2 separate regions of the Mus musculus genome follow, and region 2 is linked to region 1. Evidence: chromatin contacts called from public HiChIP or PLAC-seq data. All regions are on one chromosome and are shown on one strand. The core of a region is the stretch at or near the end of the contact, and the rest is flanking DNA. Distances in the headings are between cores, read along the strand shown.

What was found. HiChIP or PLAC-seq counts read pairs in DNA pulled down with a chosen protein or histone mark.
Region 2: a contact with region 1 is called in an H3K27ac HiChIP or PLAC-seq map of trophoblast stem cells, with 26 read pairs. The contact joins two enhancer-like sites. A contact is called at or near these places in 1 of 39 promoter capture datasets (cranial neural crest), 1 of 15 datasets of contacts at CTCF or cohesin (the NIH/3T3 cell line), 1 of 484 Hi-C or Micro-C datasets (trophoblast stem cells) and 9 of 115 datasets of contacts at active chromatin or transcription factors (the SCID.adh cell line, bone marrow-derived macrophages, embryonic stem cells and 4 more).

Annotation. Positions count from the first base shown.
Region 1 is chr17:13,678,888-13,685,032 of GRCm38.p6, forward strand. No RefSeq gene overlaps it. Among named protein-coding and RNA genes, the nearest start is that of Gm24867, 6.6 kb to the left of the region's middle. Within about 2 kb of position 4,419, at least 331 of the 459 cell types and tissues checked have an H3K27ac peak or open chromatin away from gene starts, as enhancers often do. A contact at or near this core is called in trophoblast stem cells, where this site is marked.
Region 2 is chr17:13,778,289-13,785,229 of GRCm38.p6, forward strand. All of the region lies in intron 1 of Afdn (afadin, adherens junction formation factor), which reads left to right. Among named protein-coding and RNA genes, the nearest start is that of Tcte2, 20 kb to the left of the region's middle. Within about 2 kb of position 5,408, at least 19 of the 459 cell types and tissues checked have an H3K27ac peak or open chromatin away from gene starts, as enhancers often do. A contact at or near this core is called in trophoblast stem cells, where this site is marked.

The DNA.
Region 1 (6,145 bases), core at 3,169-5,668:
CTGAGCCATCTCTCCCGTCTATCCTTTTTTCTTTTTTTTTTTTTTTTTTTTTTTTTTTTTCTTGTTTTGTTTTGTTTTGTTTTGTTTTTTTTTTTTTTTTTTTTTTTTTTTTTTTTCATTTTTTTTTATTAGGTATTTAGCTCATTTCCATTTCCAATGCTATACCAAAAGTCCCCCTTACCCACCCACCCCCACTCCCCTACCCACCCACTCCCCCCCTTTGGCCCTGGCGTTCCCCTGTACCGGGGCACACAAAGTCTGCGTGTCCAATGGGCCTCTCTTTCCAGTGATGGCCGACTAGGCCATCTTTTGATACATATGCAGCTAGAGTCAAGAGCTCAGGGGTACTGGTTAGTTCATAATGTTGTTCCAAGTGTAAATTATCTCATTTTAATTGGTTAGAAGAAATAATACTTTTTAGAGTGTCCACACTACCCAGTGCAATACCACCACTATATTCAATGCATTTTCTATCAAATTTCAAATAATATTTTTATGGATATAATAAAGTCCTAAAATTCATAGGGAAACTTTAAAAAAAAAAGAAAAAAAACTCAATAGTAAAGCGCTCTTAACCCAAAAAAGTAAAATTGGATAGCACTATTGGACTAAGGATATATTACAAAATTATAATAATTCAAATAGTTTGATAGTGACGTTAAGACAGACAGCTCAAACAATAAAACAGAACAGAATCCCACATAAACTAAATACACAGGGTCATTAGCTTTTTTTAAAAAAATTACCCTTTTCCCATCTTCAGTTGTCGATAGATAGATAGATAGATAGATAGATAGATAGATAGATAGATGGATAGATGTATCCATTCTCCTTTCTCTCCCTTGAGAAAAGTCAAGGAAGAAAGGGTGGGAAAGTCAGAGTGAGGAATCAGGGCTTCAGAGAAGACCCCCCCCCCCCCAGCTTAGCAGACATCACGAAGAACTGCATTGTGGGAAAGTGTCCACAGCTGCTAGCAACCACAGTCTCCTTGGCAGGGGTGGAGAGCTGTGAGCAGAGAACAGAGGCAGACCCAGGCAGAGGCTGCTTTTCCCAAACCTTGGCTGCCAGGAATGACCACAGACCACATGCTGTGTGAACACTGCGTACGGGCTGTCCTTGTGGGCTAGGTGAAGCGCGTGGGGCTGGCATGTTCTTCCTTCCCAGTCACTGGAGCATAGTCCTCCATGCCTCTCAAGGAACAAAGAGCCCCCGAAGTGCAGAGCTCACCTGGGCTCATCACTGGGTTGCAGACGGACGGTCCGTTTCAGCTGCTCTTTCAGCCTCAGTAGTGCCTGATCTGGTGGTATACAGCCACAGCCAAACAGACAAAGCAAGATCATGTGCCTCTCAGAGTCATCCCTTAACCCCAGAGAAAGGCTACTAGGAGACCGTCCGTAGGCTGGAGAAGAGCCCACAAAGCTATCTCTCCGCTCTTAGCCTCCTTTCACCTTACCCAAGGTCACACTCGTCCCTGAACCATGTGAAAGACCAGGCATGGCCACACATGCACCTGTAAAGACAGCCCTGTGGAAGGCGGAGACAGGAGAGTCCCTGGGGCTTGCAGGCTACTCCCTCACTTCTGTGTTCAGTCAGAGAATCAGACAGAAAGTGATAGAGCCAGACACTTGATAGCCTCTTTGTGTGTGTGATGCACCCACCCACATACATACAAAAGGAGATGTCTGAAACAAGGGAGACAAGTAGTATCGTTAAGAAAACTTTACTAGAGAGACACACATGGGGTGTGACTCATCTCATGCTGCTGTGATCTGTGTAGACAGAGGGCCGCACACAAATGGCACTCCTTGCCAGAAGGGGTCTCTGGACCAAACACAGTCAGGCTCTGGAAATTATGGAAGCTTTTGGTTTTTCTGATCCCCCCTCCCCCATTCCCTATTGTTTGGGGCTTTCGTTTTTAGCTTGTACTTCCTTCACAGACATGAGGAAAAGCAATAGCGTTTTAACGTAAAGTTGTCTTTAAATGAGTTTTTAAATTGCTATTGTTCCTTGTAATAAAGCTACCTCTCCAATACTGGCCTCTTTATCTACTCAGTCCCCATTTTCAGAGTTATTACACAATTAACACAATTCTTCTCTCCTTTCCTCCTCTCCCTCCCCTATCCACCCCACCCCCCAAAGTATGGACTATGGAAGACACTTTGGCAAAGGAGTCTTTTCGTTTTGGTTTCTCTCTCCAAGGCACTTGTCTATGAATCATTCTTACTATGGCAGCAAACACTGATGAAACCATTTAAGTAGCTTCTCTGCAACCTTTGTGACCTGCACACCACATCCAGGACTTTGAAAGTCATGTGCTTAAATGAACGACACCAGAGAGCTCACTGGAGGCTTCAGCTGAGATGGAGGCTCTGGGAACACTGGCAGCCCATGCCTCAGCAGGCAGTGTTGCTGGCATCGGTCCCCAAATGGCTGGCTTTGTCCCCCTCTCTACAAATCCATCTGCTTCGAGAGAAGCATCTGCTCCAAGCAGCAGCCCTGAAGCCTCACCCATCAGGCGGGGCGGGGGCTCCATCTCTATTTCTAGCAGAAAAAGCCTTTGACTTTTCTTCTATCCTGAGAAATGAGCTAGCCATTGAGGCCAGAAAATTCTTTTTTAAATTTATTTTTAGCCGGGCAGTGGTGGCGCATGCCTTTAATCCCAGCACTCGGGAGACAGAGGCAGGCAGATTTCTGAGTTCGAGGCCAGCCTGGTCTACAAAGTGAGTTCCCGGACAGCCAGGGTTACACAGAGAAACCCTGTCTCAAAAAACCAAAAAAAAAAAAAAATTTTTAATTTCACACACACACACACACACACACACACACACACACACACACGAGAGAGAGAGAGAGAGAGAGAGAGAGAGAGAGAGAGAACGAGAGAGCAGTGCATATGGGGTAGGCGTATATGCACATGGGTATGCAGGTACCCTTGGAGTCCATAAGAGGGCGCTGGAGTTACAGGCAGTGGTGAACTGCCGGATAGGGTTGCTTAGAACTGTACTGGGGCTAAGCTGTATCTCCAGGTCCCAGACTGTTTAAACGGCTCAGTCAGCAAAGCCCTTGCCTCACCAGCTTGAAAGCCTGACTTTGGACCCCCAACACCTCTGTAAACATTTGGGTTCTGCACTGCATGTCTGCAAATCCAGTGCTGGGAAGGGAGAGTCAGGATTCCCAGAGCTTGCTGCCCTTCAGTCCTAGCAGCTTAATTAGTAAGCCCAAGGCTCAATGTTAGCACTGACTTTAAAAATCAGGTGGAGAGCATGAGGGGGAAAGACATATGGCCCCTGCAGTGATATGCAGAATTACTGTGTACACATGAACATATACGTGCACACATACACTACAATAGAACAATTTGTTCTTAGTCAGGTTTGAGCCTAAATGCCTGCATGTTTCTCCCATCTCCTAACTCTGACAGGTGGGTCAAGCTCTCTACAGGTTGTCAGGGCCCAGAGCCTTCTCAGGATCCTTGGTCTACATCAGCCTGTGACTGTGCCCATCTCAGGTAACTCTGGGAGAAAGCGACTCTCTCACAAGTCTCAGCTGCCAGGCAACCATGATTTAATCTGAGGCTGACCACAAAACCACAAGAGAATTGAGATGTGGGAAGATGAGGAGGCTGCCTGGGTCATGTGGCCAAATACGCTCGTTGAGATCTGCACACACTGTCCTCTCCGGTAAATGGCTTGCTGTTCAGCCCCAACAGTCCCCAAGCCACTCCAGAGAATAAGTCACCTTGGGGCAGAAGGCGGGTGAAACACACCTTCAGACTCTGCACATTCCATGGCCTATGAGCCACCAGCCAGATACTCCCTGATGTCTGCCAGGAATGTCTCCAGTGCCTCCAGGCAGGGATGTGGAAAGAGGCCCCTGGCAAAGCCACAGGGCAGAGGAAGGAGGAAGCTTATGAACTGAAGGGAGCAGGCGTGAGCATGTGGAAGTGAGTGGAGAGGTCTGCTGGAGAACCCGTAGGGTTATATGAGTATTAGCAAGAGCTTGACATGCCTTGCGGAAAACCCAGCACTGTGGCTGAGACAGTCACTCCCCATCCTGTCCCCACACTCAGCGCCCACAGCAACCAGAATCCTCTGCTGCTCTGAGGCTAAAGAAGCCTGCTGGGACCTGGCCTAAGATAGCCACACTCAGGAGTCTGTGTGCCCTGCATGCAGGAGTGTTGCCTGAACACAAGTCCTTTCTGTCCCGCCCTTGGTACAAGGGCTCCCAGGAGAGTCTAAGCCCCTCACCCCCGCTTCCAGACTGCCCTCCTCCCCACTCTCTCTACCTTACCTTGGATCACAGTCCAGCCCATACTCTGTCCTTGAGATATGTTGGGTTCCAAACACAGCTACTGGGCTCTGCACTTTACCCCGAATCTCTAAGTCCTAGCCCTGAAAGACTGTGGAGGCTCTGAACCCTGGTGCCATCTCCTTCCCCACACAGCCAGCTCAGCCCCCGGGTCTTTCCTGTACCTCAGAGGCTAAAGAACCTCCAGTAGGTCTCCCTGTGGCTCTCTCTCTCTCTCTCTTTTTTTTTTCCTTCTCCAACTGAAGACAGAGGAGGATGTAAGAATCTGCCTCAATGCTAACCGGGGACCACCTCGCTCCACCGACAAAAGCAGTTTTGTTCAGAGTTTTATCTGTTCCCCCTGGGATCTTTTTTCTAGGTTGCAGGGGTGGATCTGATTGGTCTCACCACAATGGTGAGAACATCAGACACCAGACACTATGGGGATTGGTTAATTATGGCAGGCCAGCCCACCCCAGGGTGGGGCTGCCTAGACTGCTTACAAGTTGTCTCCTTTCAGGGCCTCTGCCCTGGGAGGGGGAAGAGTTCGAGCCAATCCTCTGACCGCAGAGGGTCAAATCCCTTGACTGGGAGCTGGGTCCACCTCAAAGGCTGGCGCAACCAAGGACCCCACCCTGTATCTGCTTAGAAGTGAAGGCAGGGTCAGACTAAAGCTCCCACTGGGGCAGCCTGGGGAAGAACAGACCGCCTACCCAAGCAGCCCGCCAGGTGCCTTTGTTAAGAGTTGATTCATCCGGAGGGCTGGCCACGCCCGCCCTGGGCTTCCTTTTTCCTGGAGCGTGAGGTGATCCACTTCCTCTTTAGTTTAAAGCCGGCCTGAGTCAGAGTTTCTGCCTCTCTAGCTGGGAGCACCGCCCATTTCCTCCTATTCAGCACAGACCTAAAACCACACAGTCCAGTGTGATGCAGCCAGACCGAGCCTAGGATCAGCAACCTTGCAGGCCAGAGGGCCACATCTTGAAGGGACAGAGCACCAGAGGGCATCTTAAAGTTCTGATCGGAATATTCTGCTTGCAGATCATTGGTGCAGGGAAATGCTGTGTTTTAGGCCTGTTGCATTTTGAGTCTGTGATTATGTGCCTCCCTAACACTGAGATTAGGGGGTTGAAAAAAGGGGTATCTCAAAATACACCCCGTCTACCCTTCAAATAGCCTATCCAGATAGGCCAAAAAGTAAAGTCAAAACTTTAACGTTTAGAAAAAACACACTCACACACTCACACGCTTGCACAGAGAGAAAGAGAAACAAGCAAGATGACCTCTGACCCTGACCCTTCAGGCTGCCCATGAGGTCGCAGCACTAACATGAGTTGAAAGTTGCAATCCTCAAATCTCAAATTCATCCGGTCTCATTGTAAGTAAAGACGGGCTTGTGCGTTTAAACTTATATTCTCACTCTTTGGTCATCAAGCCTTAGTTCAAAGCAATTGTGTTAAATACAGAATTTATGAAAGATGTACTTCTTTTAGGAAAGGTTTGCTCTGGCATGTGAAAGTCCAAGGATAAAGATGCTGGCCAAGACCACTGGACTCCTTAAAATATGTGAAAGAGTGGGCTTCCAAGTCTAATTATGAGGCTAAGTTTTAGTGAAGCAAAGTAAGAATGTGAGCAAAGCACCCAGGAATCAGAAATGCATAACGGAGCAGGAGCAGGGAGCAGCAACCGAGTCGCATGGCATTTTGGGAGTAACTGTGCAGCTGGAACCTTCCTTCTAGAAACCCAAACTGCTTGGAGAGATGATGGCAAGAGCAGCCGCTTCTCCTGCAGAGGATTGGGTTTGGTTGAGGTCCAGGTTCAGTGAGAGACCATGTCTAAATATAAGGCAGAGTGGCTGCAT
Region 2 (6,941 bases), core at 4,158-6,657, 100 kb after region 1:
GAAGTAGATTTAGACTCTACGAGAGATACGAACATGTCTGAGAGAAAGGAGTTTATGGAAATCCCAGCTATGCAATGACACTGTTAACCAGAGTAGAAAGTATACATGGTACATAGAATTGGAGTGGGGAACTTTTTCATCGTTTACTTAATTTGAGTACTTGTGATTCTTAGAAACTTTGTACTTAATTAAGAGTAATGGGAGCCAGGGATTCAGGGTGACCGTGTCAGGGAGATAGAGCCAAGATATCGTCGAGAGGGAAATGGTGGCGGAGAGACAGGAAACCTAGGACAGCAAGCTCAGGCACTTGCAGTGAGCTGAAAGGGAGGAGCTGTTGAACAATCCCTTCAGGCAAGACAGGCATGCCTCCTAAGGTCTCCTACTCCCTGCTGCAGAGTTAAATCAAGTTTCTTTACTATTCCTGGGAGCCCTCGCTTCTGACACCCCAGTGATACTGTTTATTATCATCTGTCATACAGCATTTGTCATGTTTCAGTGAAGTCTGTTGTGGTTAGACTTGGTTGTCAGCTTGACTGGATGGGGCATCCTTATCAGGGCTTTTCTTGATAGGCTATTTGAGGTAGAAAATCTACACTAAATGTGACAGCCCAAATAAGAGGAGGTGAGAGAAAGAAACTTGCTTTTGCCTGCTTGCCATTACTTTTGCTGGTAAATGTATCTACTGTGTTGCTGCTGCTGCTGTTGCTGCTTCTGCATTCCTTTGCTGATAATCATAGCCCAGTTTCTTTGGATTTCCAATGTAGACTGAAAACTGGCAGCTCTTCAGGAATGCACTAGGCCTTTAGTGCCTTCAGCTTGATACTCTTGAGGTACCAAGCCTGGCAGATTGAGCAGCTCTGGTGTATTTGAGCCATTGTTGGGCTATCTGGACTATACTGTGTAAGTCAGTCTCATAAATTCCCTTTTAATACCTATTATTTTTATTGGATTTGTTCCTCTAGAGAATTGTAGCGAATACATTTCTAGCATTCTTTTGTTGCATGTAGGGAAAACTCACATGGTCTGTTTTATTCCTTCAAGAACATTTTCACTAGTGTCTTAGTGACTTATAGAATTACGGTCTCACTTTGAGGCCCAGATTGGCCTCAAACTCACAATCCTCCTGCCTCAGCCTCCTGAGTACTGGGATTACAGGTGTGTGCAACCATGGCATCAGGCTGGCCTTTCATTTTTAAAGTGTTGTGCTTGTGAAATTTTACTGCTGTTCTTGATTTTCCCCTCCTCGGTTACTTTCTCTTCCTTCTTCCCTATTTCCACTCCCCCCCCCCCCCCAGGGTTTCTCTGTGTAGCCTTGGCTGTCCTGGAACTCACTTGGTAGACCAGGCTGGCCTTGAATTTAGTAATCCGCCTGCCTCTGCCTCCTGAGTGCTGGGATTAAAGGCATGCACCACCATGCCTGGCTATTTCCACTCATTCTTTGTTGTTGTTGTTGTTGTTGTGTTTCTATTCTCTTGAGAGCCAGTCATTGTAGGCTTTTTCTTTCAGGAGCTCTGGGTTTGACTTTCGGTGCTGCCCACCATTCTAGAGGTGGATGCTTGAGGATCATGACCTTACGTTAGGCCTTAGTCAGCTAGAAGTGCATCTGGACTACTTTAGAGCTTGACTCAAAACAACAAATGGAAACCTACATCAGGGGTAAGGTCTTGTTCTTTTGTTGTTATTATTTTTAATAGTTTTTTTTTTTTTTTTTTGAGATAGGTTTTATTACTTAGTCAAGGCTGAAACTCCTGATCCTCCTGTCTCTTCGTCTGAATTTGTAGCATTACAGGCTTACCTTGCCTGGCTGGATTTTGTTATTGTTTTTTAGCTAAAAAGCTTTTGTTCTGTTCTGTCTTTGTTTTGCTGAATCCCACCACTACTACAATATCTATTTCTACCCTGACCTCTGAAGAAGGTCTCCCTTCCTTTGTGCTTATGACTCATTTCACTTTTGCTTTCTTGCTTTCAGCCCACCTCACTGTTGCCTTTCCTTTTTCTTTTGGTTTTTCAAGGCAGGGTTTCTTTGTGTAGCTGAGGCTGTCTTGGAACTAGCTCTGTAGACCAGGAACTCACAGAGTCTGTCTGCCTCAGTCTCTGCCTCCCAATTGCAGGGATTAAAGGCATGCACCAAAGTCAGGCTAATGTTGCCTTTCTTGAGACCCTCCAGTTTCTAATTGCCTAAACCAGTTGTCATTGTGGTGCACACAAAAGACTTTAATTATTGCCTTTAAGTACTTCTTTAATTGCTCTTCCTCCCCTTCATCCTTTCCCCTCCTTCTCCCCTCTTCCTTCCTTACCCTCCCTTCCTCACCCCTCCTCCCCCTCTTCTTTTCCCCCCTTCTCTCCCCTTCTTCCTTACCCCTTCTGTTCTGTCTCTTCCTCCTCCCCTTCTCCTCCCCAAAGATGTGGCAGTATTGCTTCCTAAGGTACAAAGTATAAGATAGCCATTTATTCTCAAGATTGAAGAATGAAACATTAGTGTCCAAACATGTCACACATCCATGAGATTGGGGTAACACTGAAGACAGGTTTCTGCACTGTACCTTTCTGAGACTTGAGAGCAAGGGTGTTTGTTATGCACACTATGACAGTTTTCTGTCATCTTAATGCATGCTGGGGGGTCTACATTAGAGCCAGAAGTGTATGAAAAGCATGGAGCTTGTGTAGACATTATTGACTTGTTAGCATGTCATGAAAAATACAGATTTGCTCTGGGGATACTCTCCCGCTTTACATGATCTGTTAAGATTTTACTCTCTGACCAACTTGAGAAAAATCTTGCAATAGTGGCTACTGAAGGATAATGTAGGCCTTTTTCCAGGAAATAGTAAACATAAGTCTTATAACACGTGATATGAAAAACTTGTATTTAATGAGTTTTGTAGAATAAAATTAGTTCATTATTTTTAAATCAGATCCTTAGAGTACAATTAGACATCTCCTTTTCTCAGCTGTCCTGAAGTTGCCAGGCAGAATGGGTATTGTTTTCAGAGTTTTAGTGTCTTGCTCATCTTTTCATGAGTTGCTCTTGCCACCTACATTGCCTTCTAGGTAAAATGCTTGTTTCTGTCAGGATATTTATTATAATTGTTAAACATTTTTTTAGAAAAACATTGAGCTGTCTGTTTCTTTCTGTTTCCTCTCCCTGTCTCTGTCTCTGTCTGAGGCAGTGTCTCACTGTTTAGCTCTGGCTGTCTTAGAAGTCTGTGTAGACCAGGCTGGCCTCAAACTCACCAGAGATCTGCCTGCCTCTGTCTCCTGAGTGCTGGGAGTGCACTACATTTGGCTCAAAGACATTGACTTCTTACCCTGTGTTTACAAATGCTTTTTCCTTCTTAGTAATTTAGTAATTTTGGTGTTTGCCACTCAGTGAAATGTTCCCTTATATTTAGGGTACTTGAAATGGTTCTGGAAGGATTAAGGTAACACTTAATGCTCCACATATCAGTATCTTAGCTGGAGCTATAATTGATAGTTTGCATCTTTAAAAAATTCTAACAGATGCCATATTTATCAGAGCTTGGGCTTGGGTAGGCTTAACCCCACCCTTTCTCTCTCTCTTTCATTAATTGCATTCTCATTAATTGCAATTTCATTAATTGCAAATGTTGTGTGTGTGTGTGTGTGTGTGTGTGTGTGTGTGTGCGTGTGTGTGCGCTGGACTAAGGGGAAACTTAGACACGTTGTTTCTTTCTTACTATATGGGTCCCAATGATCAAAATGATGTGGTCAGGCTTGGCAGCACCTTTACCTGTTGAGCCATTTCGCCAGTCCTCCTCCTAAGCCAGGCTCTCACCTCGTCACCTGTATGTGCCAGATGCTACTGTGTCAGCTTGACACAAACATGAGCCATTTGTGAGGAGGGCAGCTCCAGTGAACAAATGCCCATAACAGATGGTCTGTGGGCAAACTTGTGAGGCATTTTCTTGATGTTCTAAGCAGGGCAGGTGGCCCTGGGTACTCTAAGAATGCAGGCCGAGTACACCGGGAAGAGTATGCCAGTAAGCAGCACCCACCATGACTTGAGTGCCCCCACTTCCTTTGGTAATGTACTGTGTTGTGGAACTGAAAGCTGAAATAAACCCTTTGCTTACGAGGTTGATTTTGATCATTATGGGTTTTTTTTTTTTTTGTTTTTTTGTTTTCTTGTGACAGGGTTTCTCTGTGTAGCTTGGCTGAGGGTTTCTCTGTGTAGCCTGGCTGTCTTGTAACTCATTCTGTAGACCAGGCTGGCCTCAAACTCAGAAATCCGCCTCCCTCTGCCTCCCAAGTGCTGGGATTAAAGGTATGCGCCACCACTGCCCAGCTTGGTCATTATGTTTTATCACAGCAATAGAAACCCTAACTAAGATACTGTACCACTGTGTTGTTAATATTAGAAGAACATTGGTTTGAGATCCTTAAATGTTGACTGATTTTGATGCCTTTGATTTTAAGTTCCTGTTTTCTATGTAACTATAATAAAAAAATCAAACTTATTTATACTTTAATGATTTGTTCCTTTATGTACTGTAGATTTAAAAAGTAAACTATTGTATATATGTACACACACACCTTTTATACCTGTGTGTGTATGTGTAATAAATGAACTTAAAATTTTCCTCAAAATGAAAGCATACACTTGTAAAGGTTTAAAAATAAGCAGTGATTGTTATAGAAGTTAGCTAGTTCATCAATTAGTGATTAGAAATCACTTACTGGTAACTAAATATTGTCACATGCCACGTAATGTGTGGGTTTTAAGAAGTTTGTTTTTATAATTTGTCTTATAAACATTGTATACATCATACTACTACTGACCTAGGTGGCATAGCCTACCACACTATATGTCGAGTGTATGTTATATGTTATATATGTATATGCTTATCTGATTTCTTAAAACTGTTAATTAGTTTTTTATTTGTTTTGGCATATATAGGTATATCTAATGGTAAAGTAGCTTTTATTTTTTCAGTTTATTTCCACAAAAATGGTAAAGTGTTGGTCCTTGTGAGTCAGGAAAAAAGGTCTGTTCAACATGACTCAGTAACCAGTGTTGGCTAAAAAAAAAAAAAGTCTGACACTGGCCAATTTATTTTAGGTGCATTTAGGTACAGTAAAATTTGGGAAAAGTTTCCTGGTGTAACACAGTCCTGAGTGCACAGTTAAAGCTTAAGGCATAATTACTTTGAAACTTATCAAAGTACATGTTGTTGCCTCTTCCCGGGAAGATGGGTTCTATAGATAGACTACATGTGTCATCTTGAGAGCCTCAGGGAGGATCTGGTGTGGTCTCTGTCATACAGATAGAAAAGTCACTAGGCTATTAAATACCTTAGGTCCTGTTAGTAAGAGTCTGGAGGAGCCTGAGGGAGGCAGGTGTGGCCAAGGCCCTGCAGGCAGTGCAGAGGTCACTTAGGCTCTTAGCCACCTCCAAGTCTTCTGGGCAGAAAACAGGTTAAGCATCTCTTCCTTTGAAGAGACTGCCCTGTGTGTTTAACATTCCTAGCTTCCCTAGAGCTTATCTGTGAGCACAAGGACCTCTGTGCTCCCACCAGTAAAAAAAAATTAAATTAATAGGTTGATAAAAATACTTCACACTAAAAAAACATGAATGCACTGTGTTTGCTAGTGTAATTTCAAAATCCTCTATGGGAATGGGGAAGTGGCAACATACTTGTCTAGTAAGAGCCATTTTCAGAGGAGTTATGCATTATAAAATTCTTAAAGCTCAAGATCTTATTAAGCCGGCATTGATTAATATATTCTGGCAAACAGTTGCATTTTGTGAAGATGGTCAGTGATTATATTCTATTATCGTCTCCTGTGAATGTGTTATATATAAAAGATGGTGAAATGTGCCTGTACTCTGCTCTCCTCTTAAACTGGTTCATTTTCAGGATAGATGATATATTTCTGAACATTTCCCTGCTACCAGCCATCATTCTTGTCTTGTTCTGTTTGTTATTTTAGTCCCAAGTACTTGGTCTATCATCTGTGGCACTTTCTTCTCTTGACACCTGTACTGTAGTTTTGCGTGTCAACTAGACACAAGCTAGAATCATCAGAGAAGAAGGAGCCTCAGTTGAGGAAATGCTTCCATGAGATCCATCTGTAAGGCATTTTCTCACTTAGTGATCAATGGTGGGAGGGTCCAGCCCACTGTGGATGGTGTCATCCCTGGGAAGAGGTGGTCCTGAGTTCTCTAAGAAATCAGGCTGAGCAAGCCATGAAAAGGAGGCCAGTAAGCAGCACCCTTCCATGGTTTCTGCATCAGCCCCTGCCTCTAGGTTTTTGCCCTGTTCGAGTTGCTGTCCCACCTTCCTTTGATGATAAACAGTGATGAGGAAGTGATCAACCCTTTCCTCCCCAATTTGCCTTTTGGTCATGGTGTTTCAGAGAAACAATAGAAACTCTTAAGATAGCACCCGTGACTAGTTTCTTGTTTTGGGCAAATAGGGAAAAATACCTTGGATTTAGTCTGTTTCTTCACATTTGCTCTGTTGGGAAATCTTTCATCCTCATGGCTTTGGAGCTAGTATGTTCTGAATTTATATTTCTGAGCTTGAGCTTCTTCCCCTTAATTATTGCTCCCTGGACATCTCTAGGTGCAATCCAGGACTTGTAGATCAGTCTAACTGACCCATCCATGCTGTTTGCTCCCCCTGCAGGTGCCTGACATTTACCTAACACTTTTCTTCCCCTTTCACCTCATGCCTAACTTGTCAGTATGGTCAGCACCACTGCCTTTTAAAACTGCTTCTTACCACTTGGCAGGTGGATTGTTCAAGTCTTATTTTGTATGGTATGGTGTTAAATTGTATCTTATATTTCAGCTGCGTTAGTTTTTTAATTTTTTTTTAAATCAAGATACATACCCCAGACCTTAAATCATGTACTTTTCCTGCTCAACTCTTACTGTTTTTATATTCCTCATAGAGTGCCTCACTTGTAAAGCTTCT